Regions from separate parts of the Mus musculus genome. Here all the other regions are linked to region 4. A link is a contact called in public Hi-C and promoter capture Hi-C data. All regions are on one chromosome and are shown on one strand. Each heading gives the region's core, a stretch centred on a gene start, on an enhancer-like site or on the middle of the called end of the contact. The rest is flanking DNA. Distances are from core to core; before and after follow the strand shown. Region 1 holds the start of Marveld1 (MARVEL (membrane-associating) domain containing 1). Region 2 holds the start of Pik3ap1 (phosphoinositide-3-kinase adaptor protein 1). Region 3 overlaps Pik3ap1 (phosphoinositide-3-kinase adaptor protein 1). Region 4 holds the start of Arhgap19 (Rho GTPase activating protein 19).

The links. Promoter capture Hi-C pulls out the DNA fragments that hold promoters and counts their contacts. Hi-C and Micro-C count contacts between places; a contact is called where the count stands out from the background. Capture Hi-C pulls out chosen DNA fragments and counts their contacts.
Region 1: a promoter capture Hi-C map of adipose tissue shows a contact between it and region 4. The contact joins the promoter of Marveld1 here to the promoter of Arhgap19 in region 4. A contact is called at or near these places in 2 of 39 promoter capture datasets (neutrophils and pre-B cells), 2 of 484 Hi-C or Micro-C datasets (ECoMG myeloid progenitors and the MNK3 cell line), 4 of 115 datasets of contacts at active chromatin or transcription factors (bone marrow-derived macrophages, embryonic stem cells, memory CD8 T cells and 1 more) and 2 of 9 other capture datasets (adipose tissue and liver).
Region 2: a contact with region 4 is called in a promoter capture Hi-C map of pre-B cells, with 5 times the contacts expected there. The contact joins the promoter of Pik3ap1 here to the promoter of Arhgap19 in region 4. A contact is called at or near these places in 15 of 39 promoter capture datasets (the 3T3-L1 cell line, the C10 cell line, the HPC-7 cell line and 11 more), 1 of 115 datasets of contacts at active chromatin or transcription factors (pancreatic cancer cells) and 2 of 9 other capture datasets (liver and macrophages).
Region 3: a Hi-C map of B cells shows a contact between it and region 4, with 15 read pairs. The contact joins the enhancer-like site here to the promoter of Arhgap19 in region 4. A contact is called at or near these places in 2 of 39 promoter capture datasets (embryonic stem cells and hippocampal neurons), 1 of 15 datasets of contacts at CTCF or cohesin (pro-B cells), 1 of 484 Hi-C or Micro-C datasets (B cells), 3 of 115 datasets of contacts at active chromatin or transcription factors (astrocytes, memory CD8 T cells and pancreatic cancer cells) and 2 of 9 other capture datasets (embryonic stem cells and liver).

The regions. Positions count from the first base shown.
Region 1 is chr19:42,145,982-42,149,273 of GRCm38.p6, forward strand. It overlaps Marveld1 (MARVEL (membrane-associating) domain containing 1), which reads left to right and starts at 1,408. Exons shown (of 2, transcript NM_183195.2): 1 at 1,408-3,292. The coding sequence starts at 1,668. The coding sequence ends at 2,189.
Region 2 is chr19:41,383,175-41,386,725 of GRCm38.p6, forward strand. Pik3ap1 (phosphoinositide-3-kinase adaptor protein 1) reads right to left here and starts at 1,928. Exons shown (of 17, transcript NM_031376.4): 1 at 1,783-1,928. The coding sequence starts at 1,795.
Region 3 is chr19:41,330,600-41,334,047 of GRCm38.p6, forward strand. Pik3ap1 (phosphoinositide-3-kinase adaptor protein 1) reads right to left here. Exons shown (of 17, transcript NM_031376.4): 3 at 1,610-1,746. Among named protein-coding and RNA genes, the nearest start is that of Gm52406, 49 kb to the left of the region's middle. Within about 2 kb of position 1,797, at least 114 of the 459 cell types and tissues checked have an H3K27ac peak or open chromatin away from gene starts, as enhancers often do. A contact at or near this core is called in B cells, memory CD8 T cells and pro-B cells, where this site is marked.
Region 4 is chr19:41,800,462-41,803,752 of GRCm38.p6, forward strand. It overlaps Arhgap19 (Rho GTPase activating protein 19), which reads right to left and starts at 1,623. Exons shown (of 12, transcript NM_027667.3): 1 at 1,511-1,623. The coding sequence starts at 1,566.

The DNA.
Region 1 (3,292 bases), core at 158-2,657, 350 kb after region 4:
ACACCTCTTAACGGTGCCAATCCTTATGGGCTAAGCAGTGAGTTTATGTGGGATGTATCTATTCAAATCACCACACTTAGGTCCAGTACTATTCCTGCAGCCAATTGGCAAGCAACTCCATTTGTATGTACTGAGGGGCTCCTACATGCCAGGCTCAGGCAAAGATGGATAAGCCAGAATAGACCAGTTTTTGATGTAGTAGACTCAGAACTAGGGATGATTCAAATGGAGGCCCAGACAAACAAATAATTGTCAATGTGGGGAGCTCAACCTTAAACCAGTAAGTGCTTAAACTGGGTATGTCTGCTGGTGAGGGAGTGTCTGGAAAATAAAGAGCATTCTGAGTTCATGTGGGAAACTTGCAGTTCATAAGTGACAGAGTTTGGACATGAGTTGGGGAAGGAAGTGGAAAAAACCCAAGAAACTGGAAGTTGGTTGGGGACAGATTATGTAATGTGCCACATTGACAGGACACAGCTCCATACTGGGTTGGGAACAGCCAGGTCAGTTGTGTAACATTGCTGAAGCACAAAGGTTGGCTCTTTGGTGGGGTGGAGAGCAGAGAAGCCATCTCTGGCTTCCTGGTCTGAAACCCTTCAGTCTTCAGGAAAAATGAAAACAACTATTGCTCTCCTGTCTTGGGTCGCGGGAAGCTTACATAGAGAGGGCCCTGTAATGTCAATGAACCTTGGCATCGTTGGGATCCTTGCCATCTAGGTCAATAGTTAAGCATACGGGACATGCCATCTCTGAGACCTAGGCCTGTCCTGACCATGTTAGGTGACATGTTTTTAATCTAAGCAAGACGCAAAGATGGCCAGGAAGGAATGGTCGAAGTGTTTGGCGTTGCTATGCTCTGTGCGCTGTGGGTAAGGCAGCTGGGCCTCCAGTGAGTGATAGTTTTCTTACACTGACCAAGAGACCTTCATGGCAAGACAGTCTGAGACCAGCTTTGGACAGGCGAGTTTGTGGTGGGCAAGTGAAGGGTACTGAGGATGTCCCAGTGAGAACAACTGTCAGTTCAGACCTCCTGCTTACTCAGGCTTGATGGGACGCCTCGATGGGAGAGAATTATGTCTCCAGTCTCCTGTGACTGGAGAGAATCAAGAGGGTCCAGCCACAGGCTGGGCAGAGGCTGTTGTAGCTTTCTTCTCGAAGACCTAAGATCGGCCAGGCCTGCGAGGCAGGAAGGGCTGGGGTGGCTCCAGATGTGGCAAACTTGGCCCAGCAGCCTGGGCAAAAGGCCTGTCATGGGCCAGGGGGGTGCGGGCATTCAGCCCTGGCTGCAGAAGGAAGGAATGGGAGCGGAGGAGAAAGGGGGGGTAGCCAGGGTGGAGGGCGCGACGGCAGGAAGCTGGGAGGCGCGAGGAGGGGTGGAGACCAACGAAGGGGACGGCCAAAGAGCGAGTAGGAGGGCTGGAGAGAGGGAGAAAAAGGAGAGAAGGGAGGAAGGGTGCCGATGAGAAGCAGCGCTGAGGACTTGAAGTAGAGGGAGGAGGGCAGGCCTCGGAGCAGCGGGAGCAGCGGGAGCAGCGGGAGCAGCGGGAGCAGCGGGAGCAGCGGGAGCAGCGGGAGCAGCGGGCCCGGGCTCGGGCCGCCCCCGCGAGCAAGGCGCCGCCATTCCGCTGCTCGGGGCGCCGCCGCCGCCGCCGCCGCGTCCGGGGGCCATGCTCCCGCCGCCCCCGCGCCAGCCGCCGCCCCAGGCGCGCACGGCCCGCGGCTCCCTGCGCCTGCAGCGGGCTTTCCTGCGCGGCCCGCTGGGCGTGCTGCGGCTGCTGCAGCTGCTGGCCGGAGCCGCCTTCTGGATCACCATTGCCACCAGCAAGTACCAGGGCCCGGTGCACTTCGCGCTCTTCGTGTCCGTGCTCTTCTGGCTGCTCACCCTGGGGCTCTACTTCATCACGCTGTTGGGCAAGCAGGAGCTGGTGCCCGTGCTGGGCTCGCGCTGGCTCGTGGTCAACGTGGCGCACGACCTGCTGGCGGCTGCTCTCTACGGGGCGGCGACGGGCATCATGATCGACCAGACGCAGCGCCACAGCTACTGCAACCTCAAGAACTACCGGCTGCCCTGCGCCTACCATGCCTTCCTGGCGGCCTCTGTCTGCGGCGGCCTCTGCCTCGGCCTCTACCTACTCTCGGCACTCTACGGCTGCTGCCGTCGCTACCAGGGCAAGGAGGAGGTGGTGTGAGGCCACCCGCTCCACCGCGGCCCAGATCGGTTTAGGGAATCCCTCCCGAACCCTTCCTGCCGCCGCCTAGTGCCGGTGTGCCCCTGCACCCTCTCCCTGCCTGCGTTTCCACTGCCCGCGCCCTGGATCCCCGACGTTCAGTTCTAGTCTGACTGCTGTACCGCAGCTCAGCCCAGATATCAGCTTCCAGGGACCCACGCAGCCATCCGAGGCGCCGACGCACACACCCAGTTGGGCCGCTTCAGGCGAAGCCTGGAAGTCCCTTTCCTCATTCCCTGTCGAGAGCTAGACGTGGACAGGCGCCGCCGCGTAGATCCGGGGGAGGCTCCCAAATTGGAACCAGTCTTTGGACTGCGCCATTGCCCCCTCCCTCCTGCCCTGCAGTCGGAAGAGCATCCCTTCCCTGCCCCCTCTTCCAGCCTAGGGAGGTGTAGAATGCAGTCAGGCAGCTGCAAGAGGAGCTGGGGACAGGCTTTAGCTAGTGCTAGGATGGATGATGGATGACGTCTTTAGTTGTAGTTTGGCTCTCTCCCTGCGCAGCCCTACGTCTACGAAGTCTTTGGGTGGAGTCAGCTACAGAAGTGGTGGATAGCAAAGGCCTGCTGGCTATACCTTACTTAACGACGCAAGTCTTCTCTCCGCCTAAATCCTTGGTGTTCATTCAGATTGGGCCAACTGTACTAACTTCCCTGGCCTCTCAGATGTCACTCACTAGCTTCCGCCGCACTCCACCTATAAATATGTTTGCATTGGGGATCCCACGTGGCCAACGGCGATCATTAAGGTGCTGCCCACCTCTTTGGGAACCCAGATCCCGCTCTTCCAAACAGCTGTTCTAATATTAGAAGCACACTCTTTCCTCTAAAGCAGTGGGTTGTCTAGGGAGCCAGTACTGTGTTACTTCCCAAAGAAGGGGTAGAAGGCAAACGGGTCTGTCAATGGTGCTGCCTTCCCGAGCACATTCACAATGTTTGTTAGCACAATGCGGTCTCTCTGAGAAGTTCTGCAGGTATCGCAGCCACACATGGTAATTCAGTTCACTGGAGTAACTATTGGGCCTAAGCCATCCCCACCGCAAGACTGTGTCTATGCTGTCTAGGTCA
Region 2 (3,551 bases), core at 678-3,177, 420 kb before region 4:
CCTGGCATAGTGTTCCACCACAGAGGACACTGACAGCAGAGTTTTGGACAGCTTTATCCACTACCCCAGCTTTGGTTGTTGGGTTAGAGTCTTCATCTGAACCTGAGTCCACCCTTCAAACCTAGCCCCTTCAGTTATTCCCCTTAGAGCCAGCCATCAAGACACTGGACAGGAAAAGCAGGTTGCTCAAAGGCTTCCCAGTGTGCTGTCCTCTAGTGCACAGCAGCCCAGAGCCCATCCCATCCAGGAAAGGAGACAAACAGGAGCTTAGCCACCTTATTTTTAACTCTCCCCAAACCCTCCATCCACCCAGCTACCATAGCTGTTCCGTGTATCTCAAACACATAGAATAGACCCCTTGCCTGGGACATACTCCTCCCCAGGACCCCCTGCCTTCCCTCCTTCAGGGCTTGCCTACTTTCCCCTGTCCACTTTCCCGATGCACCTGCCTTGATTTTGTTATTCAATGAGCTGTTGCCTCCCCTGTTCTCAGTTACACAGCTTTCATCTTCTTACGACAGTGCCTGGAAACGGCAAGCACTCAATAAAGTTTGTCCAGTGAGTGGACCCTGAGCCACAGTGCTGCTTTATCCCATAGAGCCTGGCTAGGGAACCGCAGGCCATTGATGAACCACCCTCCCAGCCCCTTCAATAATAATAATAAGCATGTATTATCAAAGCCTTTTCTACCTTCGTTCCAAAGTACCATGACCCAAGGCTAGACCTTAGCAGATCTGGAGACAGTTGGCTTTAGCATCTGCTCCCTTCCCTCCCAAGCATTGACTTCCCCCAGCCCACGCTACACGATCTCTCTCAAGAGATGCTATCATCTGGTTTTCATTCTCTCTCAAAGCATCACGCTGGAGCTAGGTAAACACAAGTCAGCCAAACCGAAAACATGGCAACTCTCTCTTCTCATCTAGCAATTCCTCATTTAGTTACTGTTTTCTTTCACACCACCAAAACTCTGTGGTGAACAGAGACCAGACCGACAAGGTTCTCACCAAGAATCTACTACGCCTATAGCCACTGAGGTGTATAGGTGCTGCTCACTAACTGTCTCTCAACGTTGTCCTTACATGGTTTGTCCTGAACCTCAGCGAGCTAAGGACTTGCCAAGTGTACATATGCTCATGAGCTAGAAAGAAACCCAAGACCAACCAGAAGAAACTTCTGGCACCTTTTGATGATTTGCCCACCAAATTCCAATTACCCCTGGGCACATAAGTTACATAGAGAACAGAGTAAGAGTAAAATTAGAGTGTGGTCTCGGTTTTTTACCAAAATTCCAGAGAAGATATACAATCGCGGTGGACAAAGGGGGCTTCTGAAGCTGTCCCTGGACCACCTAAGACTGCCTGAGCGCCCCCTATTGGTTGGATAAGACCCTAAGAGAAGCATCTGGCTTCTTACAGAATCCGCCCTCCACCTCCTATCAACTGTCCTCAGAGTACTCAGAGTTAGAGCTGAGAAAGCGACCCTTGGCAACTTACAGCTAGAAGGGAGAAAAGAAGACTTAGAAACTGGGATAGGTCGAGCCCCAGGCAGGAGCAAGACAGAATCGTGCACAGACCGGTTAGGGGAAACGTGAGAAAGTTCAGAGGGGAAGTTTGCGACAGAGACTGGAGAAAAGACCGGAAAGAATACAAAATCCCCTCACTAAAGACTAAAGAAGTAGGGAGACAGGTCTCAAGACTGGGAGGGTGGTGTCAGAGAGCCTCAAGGACCAGGGGCGCGCGAGCCAGGAGCCGGGAGCTGGAGAGCGCTGCGCCTGCTACCCACCTGAGGCTGCCATGCCGTCCCGGGAGCAGCTCGCATCCCCGGCTGGCACCGGAGCACGGTATCCGGTGCCCACAGCCGCGGTAGGCGACGTCGCTGGCGCGGGGTTAGAAGCAGAGTCCAGCTGTGCTCAGGACAGTGGCGACTCTGGCGCTTCCTCCTGCCGGGCAGCGGGGACTCGCACGGGGGCGTGTCCAGAGGGTCTGCCCCGCCTGCGGGGCTCCGCGTGGCACCTGCACGCGCGGCGGTTGGGGAGGGGAAGTGAGAAGTCCACACGACCAGCCGCCAGCTCCCGGCGCCGACCCCTGCTCGTGCCACGTGTGTCCCGAAAGCAGGCAGCCACCTCGATGTCCCCCAAGAGCAGTCTGAGGTGCTGGAACTGGGGGAGGGAAGACAGACTGTAGGGCTAGCTAGTCTCAGACTTGAAGTGGGGAGGCATAGCACAGCTGTCCCAACCACCTTGTCCCTTGGGACTTGTCCTTGAGACACTGCCCCCAAGAATAGGGAAGGCCTGCAGGAAGGGGAAGGAGAAGCACCTGGCCCTAGGGTCTTGGCGTTGCCCTTGGGTGCCCTCCTGTGACCCTTCTGCATTTCCTTGGATCTGGCCCTCTAAGGGCACATGGGTGTTAAGCATAATCTTTGATAGATAGATGTTATCACTGCCAAGAACCTTCCACACACGATTGTTCCACTTCCACTATCAGAGCTCTTTGGCTTTCTTCCATCTTCCTCCACTTTAAAAAAAAAAAAAAAAATCTTAGTTTATTTATTTTGTGTGCTTGTGTGGGAATGTGCATGCACATGTTGTTCGGTTCACAGAGTGGACAGAGTCTGTTCTCTCCTTCCACCATGGAGTTCTGGTAAATCAAACTGATCAAAGTGGCTAGACACTAGGCAGCAGGCACCCTTACCCTGAGCCATGTCACCAGCCCCTTTCCCACTTCTGAGGGAATACATTAAACTGCCCGGATCGTCCAGGAAAAGACATCTAAGGGCCCCTTGATGGCAGCCTCAATACATCTATCTACAACTTCAGACCCTTGTCCTATAATGTAGCAAATTCACAGATCCTAGAGATTTGAGTCTGGGTATCTTTGGGCATAGTTTCTCCACCTAACACAGGCCAAGGGTCCCTAAAGCAGAGATGAACATGCTGCCTGCCATTCCCCCTGTTTAGGATATCCTTGGCCTCTGCCCCTACTCTGACACACCGTGATAGCCATTTCACACTATTAGAGTTCTTTAATTGAGCTTATAAAAACATTTCTTTATTTTTTCCAGAATGGCTTTAATTGATGCTTCCTGTATTCAGCTCTAAGTTCCTCAAAGTTAGCTCAATCTTTTTTGCTGTGGAGTCTCTATCCTCTGGTGCTAACTCTGGCCAGAAAATGTGCTCAGAAATGCATATGACCAGTAAATCCTTAGATCTGAGATCCAGGGACAGACCCCTCTTTTGAGACACTGAAAATTTGAGAATCCTGAGCCAAGAAGGAGGGACTATAAAATGCCAAAGTTAAGCCGGATGTTATAAAAGCCATTAGAGAGCAATGCTAACGGGAGGATTTAAAGTTTAGAGATCCTGAGCTTGAAGTGTCTGTGTGATGGGGAGCCCTGTCATGGCAGAAGGGCAAGGATGCAAAGGGTTGGGGGTTGAGAACCTTGTCATGGATGCCATCGTTGGAGTTGAGGCAGCAGTAGTGGGTGGGGCAAGGGGGTAAAGAGACAGAACCAGAGCAAGGGCAGAGCCATGGAGACGCCCACGCAAGACCACG
Region 3 (3,448 bases), core at 547-3,046, 470 kb before region 4:
TAGTCGTCATAGCAACCCTTCACAAAGGGATGCCGAAGGCTGTTCCAAGTGTGGACTTTGTGACATGAGAGGGCTGTGGCCCAGGCTGCTGCTGCGGCCACTATAACCATTCGCATGACCTGTGGCTGTCATCCTTCCTGCCAAACTCCTGGTCCTGCATCTCATCCGAGAAACATGAGGAGCCCAAAAGAACGCCTGTCAGTTCTGCAGGCAGTCAGGACCCACCACAGGCCAGACACCCTAGGCCCACAGACTCAGTGTAGGCAACTGGGATGATCCTAAGTGAGAGGGCAGCAGAGAGGGAGCAGGAAGACTTGAACAGAGTGGGATGAAGCACGCATGGGTGCCAAACACCCTTCCCACTGCACCTGGCAGTCTGACCACACACCTGTGGGAAGACACGGCACTGGGAGAGGAGCCAGAAATGTCCACATCAGTCCAGCCGTGACTGCAAAGAGGCTACAACAGGCTGGATTTAAAAACCAGGAAGTGGCCAGGTGTGGTGGTACACACCTGTGACCCCAGCTGTGGGGAGGATAAGAAAAGGGGTTCACTAGTTCAAGGCCAACCTGGGCTATGTAGAAAGACGGTCTCAAAACCTCAAAAGTAAAAATAAAAACTGAAGATCAGAGAATGGTGGGGACCAGGCTACAGCGGGCATGTCCCATGGGAAAACAAACACAAAACCAGAAAGCCTAAGCCTAATATCACAGATTCTGACTCATGAGACACCAAGAAACACCAACTTCTTTTCTCTTTAGAAACACCAACTTTTATGCCTAATTTTAAAATCACTCTGAAGTCCAGATCAATCATGTCTAAGAGTTGAATGCAACCTGAAATACAACCGACAACTCTGATGCTGGGAGCCTGTGCCCAGCACCTTGTGGTCTCAACTGCAAAGGAGAAAGTCAGATTCCCCCACCCCCACTTCTCATTTCCAATGTTCTCATGCCCTGAGGTTCTGGGAAGCCACCGTGGCAAGCTTAGCAAAGAGCTTGTATCCATGGAGAAAGCATTCTGGTGCTCTAACCTATCCAAAATGCCTCCCGTTTTAAATCAGAGAAGGAAGGACTGTGAAATATTACGATAGGGTGACTATCCCGAAGTCTCACACAACAGCTCCCTTGTGACTGACTGACAACCATAAAATGCTAGCCATACATGGCTTGGGTATTTAGGCAATCTTTCAGCAAGCAATATTGGCCAGCAAGTTTCCTCTATCAAACCTTAACACCCTCCCTGAGGCCAGGGTGGTGACCAGTAAATGAAGAAGCAGGCTCCCACAATGTGTCACCTTCTCCTTCCCAGGCTAGGCCAGCTGGAAGATATGCAGGCCTCTCTCTAACTCTGTGGCCTGCTGGTATTCTGTCTGCCCTATGTTACACACTCATGAAACAGAGTCCTTACATGGATGGCACATACACTCCCAGGTTCGATTCTCTGACTTAAAGAAGCTACTCGTGTCCGAGGTGATGGGAGTCCCGAGGGAAGGTGGTGGTTCTAATAAGATGTATCCTGATACCTTTGCACCCTTTACTGAAACAAAGGCATCTACTAGGAAAGTCGATGCCCTGATGGAGATGTACCAGGTCCCCAGGATGCCTACCCCACAGCGAATGCGGTCCGGCTGTACCACCATCAGGTTCCCAGGCGATATCTCCGGAGGCAGGTTTGTCTGCTTTGAGAAAGGAAGCTCTCTCTCGTCCTCGGGCTCCGTGTCGGTTACTGAGTCACAGCCAGAATCTATGGGACACAGGACATGACTGAATAAGAGCAGAAAAAAGAAGAACTAGTAGACATGCTTCACCTCCCCAAAGCCCCACACGTCACCGTGCAGGAAGCGGCTACACAGATGCAAGCTGAAGGGACCGGATCGCTAAAGTCACAAAAGAGGACCCAATAGGGGGAAAAAGCCAAACACTTTGCAGGCCATTGAGTGACAGAAAAAAAAGCAATGTTGTGGGGTTTCTGGAAGCTTCACCTCACTGAAGAGTGGCAAGAAAAAAAAAATGGAGTCGGGAAAGGATTGTCTACACCAGAGTAAGAAACTCTGCAGACAGCCACAGGAACTAGGGTCACATCTACCCAATGTCTCTCTGTCAGCAGCAGTAAGAAGCAATCACTTACAACATGCCTAAGGTCAGAACCCCTGGGTTCCGGGTTAGTACCGTGGCCATTCATGAGCTGGAAAAGCCAGGACAGAGACAGGGATGAGTCTCTAACTGCCAACTTGCCACTACATAGAAGCACCTGAGAAGTTAGCTTTGACTGGAATTATCCAGATCAGATTGGTCTATGGACAGATCTGACAGGGGCTGTCGTGATTTCTAATTGATGTGGGAAGATCCAGCCCACTGTGTCGGCACCATCTCCTAAGCAAAGAGTCCTGATTTTTGCAGAAGAGGAGAAATCCAGAGGAGAGGAGGCAGGAAGGCTGAGTCTAGGTTTCTCTCTGCTTTTGACTGTGGTTGCGATGCTATGCAATGTGACAGGCCACTTGAGCTCCTACTTTGGCTTCCCCTTCAGTGATGGTAACTAGAAATCGTAAGCCAGATAATCTCTTCTTCTCTAATCTGCTTTCGGTCTGGGTGTTTAATCACAGCACCAGAAACGAAACTTAAGACCCAGGCTCTGAGCAGGCAGGCAGGGGTGTGAAGATGAAGATGAAGAGGGTGTCAAAGATGGTGAGACCACGGCGAGAACCCGTAAGATTTCTCCAGCAGGGCTCTTAATAAGCATCGACTGATCAACAGGCCTCCTGGTGAAGTGAGGCCCAAGATCATGTATATACAGATGGCAAATCCACACATAAAAAGATCCACACCTATTCTATCAGAAAAAAAAATGCTAATCAAAGCAACAAGGTATACCACGGCACAGCTCTTAGAATAGTCAAGATCCAGAACAGAGATGACACCAAATGTCTTCAAGGGCATACAACACCAGGCACCCTTTGCTAGTGGGAATGGAACACAGAAGAGCCCCTTTGGAAGGCGCTTTGGCAATGTCTTACAAGATCAAATACGCTTTACCACTCAATTCTACAACCATACTCGTTTGGTGTTTTCCCCCAAGCTGTTGAAAATGTAGGTACACAGAAGAACCTGTGCACAGATGTTTACAGCAGCTTTCTCCATAGCTGCCAATAGTCGGAAGCAGCAGGCATCCTCTAGCAGCTGAACGGATTGACAAATGGCAGCATAAGCAAGCGATCATGGAACGCAGCAGTAGACAGCACTGAGCTCGTGGGGGAAACAAAAGGGGTTGGTTTTTGTCCACTGGACACCAGCTAGGCACATCTGGGGAGAGGAAATCTCAACTGAGAAACTGCCTCCACCAAATGGGCTCGTAGGCATGCTTGTGGGGGCATTTTCTTGATTCATGAATTGATGTGGGAAGGTCCAACCCACTGTGGGTGGGGCCACCCCAGGGCAACATGGTCCCA
Region 4 (3,291 bases), core at 373-2,872:
TTTCTGCTCTCCTGTGCATGCACTGTGGTACCTAAGTGTGTGTGCACAGGCATACACAAGCACGATAAATGACAGATTTAAAAAGTGTTAGTCCCATTGATTAAATGGGGCTGGGGATGCAGCTCAGTCAGTAGGGGGCTTGCCTAGCAGCACATAAGACAGGGCTTGGTGGCATATGCCTGTAATTCCAGCACTTGGGAGGCAGAGGAAGGAGGTTCGGAAGCTCAAGATTGGGGTTCCCTGGATTACATGAGAGACTCTGTTTCAAAAATAAATAAATAAATAAATAAGCCTCACAAGAACCCCCAGACTAATCCCCTGCAATATGCAATTGACAAGTACACGGGTAGCTGAAACGAGACTGGGAGTTCCAGTCCAGCCGAGGTACTTAGCAAGAACCTGTCTCAGTAACGACAATAGAGGGTTTCAGATTCAGAGAAAACTGTGTTGGTCAGATAGTTAACAGTTTCAAATTTTACATTCAGTTGACAGCAGCCTCAAGGAAGAATTCTAAGTCCTCTTGCTGTAGAACAGTATTTCATTTGTCCTCATTTTCATTACAATTCAGGATTTTCGAGTCGGAGGAGAGATAATCTAATGACATTTATCAACCCACGGGCACAGTTCCCGGGAGAAATAAAAGGTCAAAGAGTGGAAAACTCCTCCATACAAAACAGTAACAATACCCACACAAGCCCATCAGGGCTCAGGAAAAATCAGGCTCACAAACTCGGTTTCCCAAAATTCTTGGTTCTTCTGTTCTGTACTAACTCCGTACCAAAGCATAGCATTGATCATACTCTCTGACAATGTAAGTAATCTCATTCTATTGGAGTGTGTCAGACTCCAAATATTTGTTTGTAATCGGTTAAGAAAGGCTCGACTTTATGACAGGGACAGTACTCGTTCCAGAAAGAAGAAATGAGATCACAATTTCAAGGAAACATAAAAATCTATCGTATTTTGAAGTGTTTGCCAGGATGGGTGCTATGCGCTTTAAATAGGTTGTGTCATCCCGTCCAGGTTCTGAAATAAGTATCGTTATGTTTATTTACAGAAGAAGGCTGAAGCCGAGAAAGGTCAGCCAGCTTAGGGGACAAAAATCCCTTTTAACCATCACTCAAGTCGCGGCTCTGAGTAAAGCGCAGAGGCTGTCACGAAGGACATTTAAAGCTCCCGGGGCGTTGTGGGATTCTCTAAACCGCTCTGGGCTTCAGTTGCCACTCAAAACGCTCGGCGCCAGGGCAGACACCATGACCGTGGCCCGGGGGTCTGCAGCCAGAGCGTCGGGAGGGCTCCACACACGGCCGTGGGACTCGCGGAGAGCAGCGCAGCGGGAAGCACGGACCGCAAAGACCCGCCTCAGCCCCCGCAGGCGCGTCGGCGTAGACACCACGGGAGAGAGGAACAAAGCCCGGGCCTGTGGACCACGGTGACTCAAGGGCAGGGCGGCGACATCGCTAGCCCACAGTCCCGTCTCCTAGGCAGCAGGACGGAAAACTTGGCTCACCTCCGGCCAGAGTCGCAGACCGGCGCCTCCCCTCCACTCGGCGCCTCAGCCGCCATCTTCCGCGGCAGCTTGGTCTGCAGCCCCGCCTCAGGCACCGCCCCTTAGCCCTTAGATTGGCTAGGATGGTTTTCTAAGTCCTGTACGATTGGACGAACCTATGGCCCCGCCTAAATAAGAACCGTTCCATGCTACTATTGGTCTATTCAAATATCTAACTGTCATTGGTAGCACAGAACCAACGAAAGGGCAGGAGAAACACCTGCCCGAGGCCTACCGGGAGATGTAGTTTCTCGTTTTGATTAACCCATGTAGTTCCGCGGATCAAGTCACAAATTCCTGGCTGCGCTCCCCTCCCCGCTAGGTAAATCTCTGAGTTACAAAACTGTCGGTTTTTAAAGTCACTTGAAGAGAAAAGGTTCTTGAGGCCCTGCCCATCCCCCAGTTCGGTAGGCAGTTAACGGTTGCTAGGGAAAAGGGCTCATCACCCCTCACTCACTTAAACCCCCATTCACCCCACCCCCAAGATCCATAGGCTTAGTAAAAGGGAAGAAAAGGCATTTTCTTCAATGGTATATAATCAGTGGTAAATTGCATACGTTCCTGTAAGCTACCCTAAGTAAACTCTTGTGTGTGTATATATGTATGTGTGTATGTATGTATGTATTTATGTATGAATGTATGTATGTGTGTGTGTATGTATGCAGGGGCTGATCTTCAGGGTACATATTTGGGGGAGGGGGAAAGTCAGTATAAAGACACCAAAAGCACTGGCTAGAATAGAGAGGCAAATTTTGGGTCATCCAAACAAGCCTCCTTGGGTGACTTCAGGCCAACAAGAAAATGTGACTAAGCCAGGCAGTGGTGGCGTATACCTTTAATCCCAGCACTTGGGAGGCAGAGGCAGGTGGAAAAAAAAAAAAAAAAAAAAAAAACATGGTATTGATATATGAAATTCACAATTAACAATAAGGGGCAGCTAGAGATGGTTCCGTGGTTCTAAGAACACTTGCTGCTTTTCCTGAAGACTAGAGTTTGATTCCCTGCATTGAAAGGTTCACAAGGGCCAGACAGTGAGTCCAGTTCCAAAGGACTGATTGCCTTCCTATAGCCTCCAGAGCTGGCCTCCGGGGCACATGCGCACAGATGCACAGAGACACATAAAATCTTTTCTAAAAGCAAAAAATATAGATGGTAGAGAGTAAAAAGTGAAGGGAAAGAACATTGTGACCCTGACTTGACCCCCAGACCAGGCAACCTTGACCCTATCTTGACCCCAAGCTCAAAATCAGGGCCAAGAAACAGAATCCCACCAATCCCTGAGCACAAAATTCCCACCAACCCCTAGAATTGCCCCAAAATCAGGCCACAAAAATCCCACCACTCCCTCCCTGGACACCCTGGAAAGCTCTGTCTTCATCGCCTGTCCCGCCCCACCAAGAAACCCTATACAAAACCCGCTGAGCTTCTGCCGCTTTTCACCCCAGCAGAGGCCGCCACCCTCCGCGGGTTTCCCCTTGCAGTAAGTTTCCTGTGTGAGGTTGGTTGTATGCTGGGTGGGACTTTGTGGTATTCCTTGGCTCAGGACTGCCAGAGTATCTCTGAGCAGAGCTATAACACTTTCACTGGGGACATCTCCCCCTGCTGGAGCAGAGATGGTGTTACACTTGCATTGGGGGAAACAACCCTCCCCCACCCTAACCCCTCCACCCCTAACCCCCACCCCATTTCCATCCCCAAAGGTAATGGGGAAGCCTTTCCCTTCAGAACTATAACACATACTG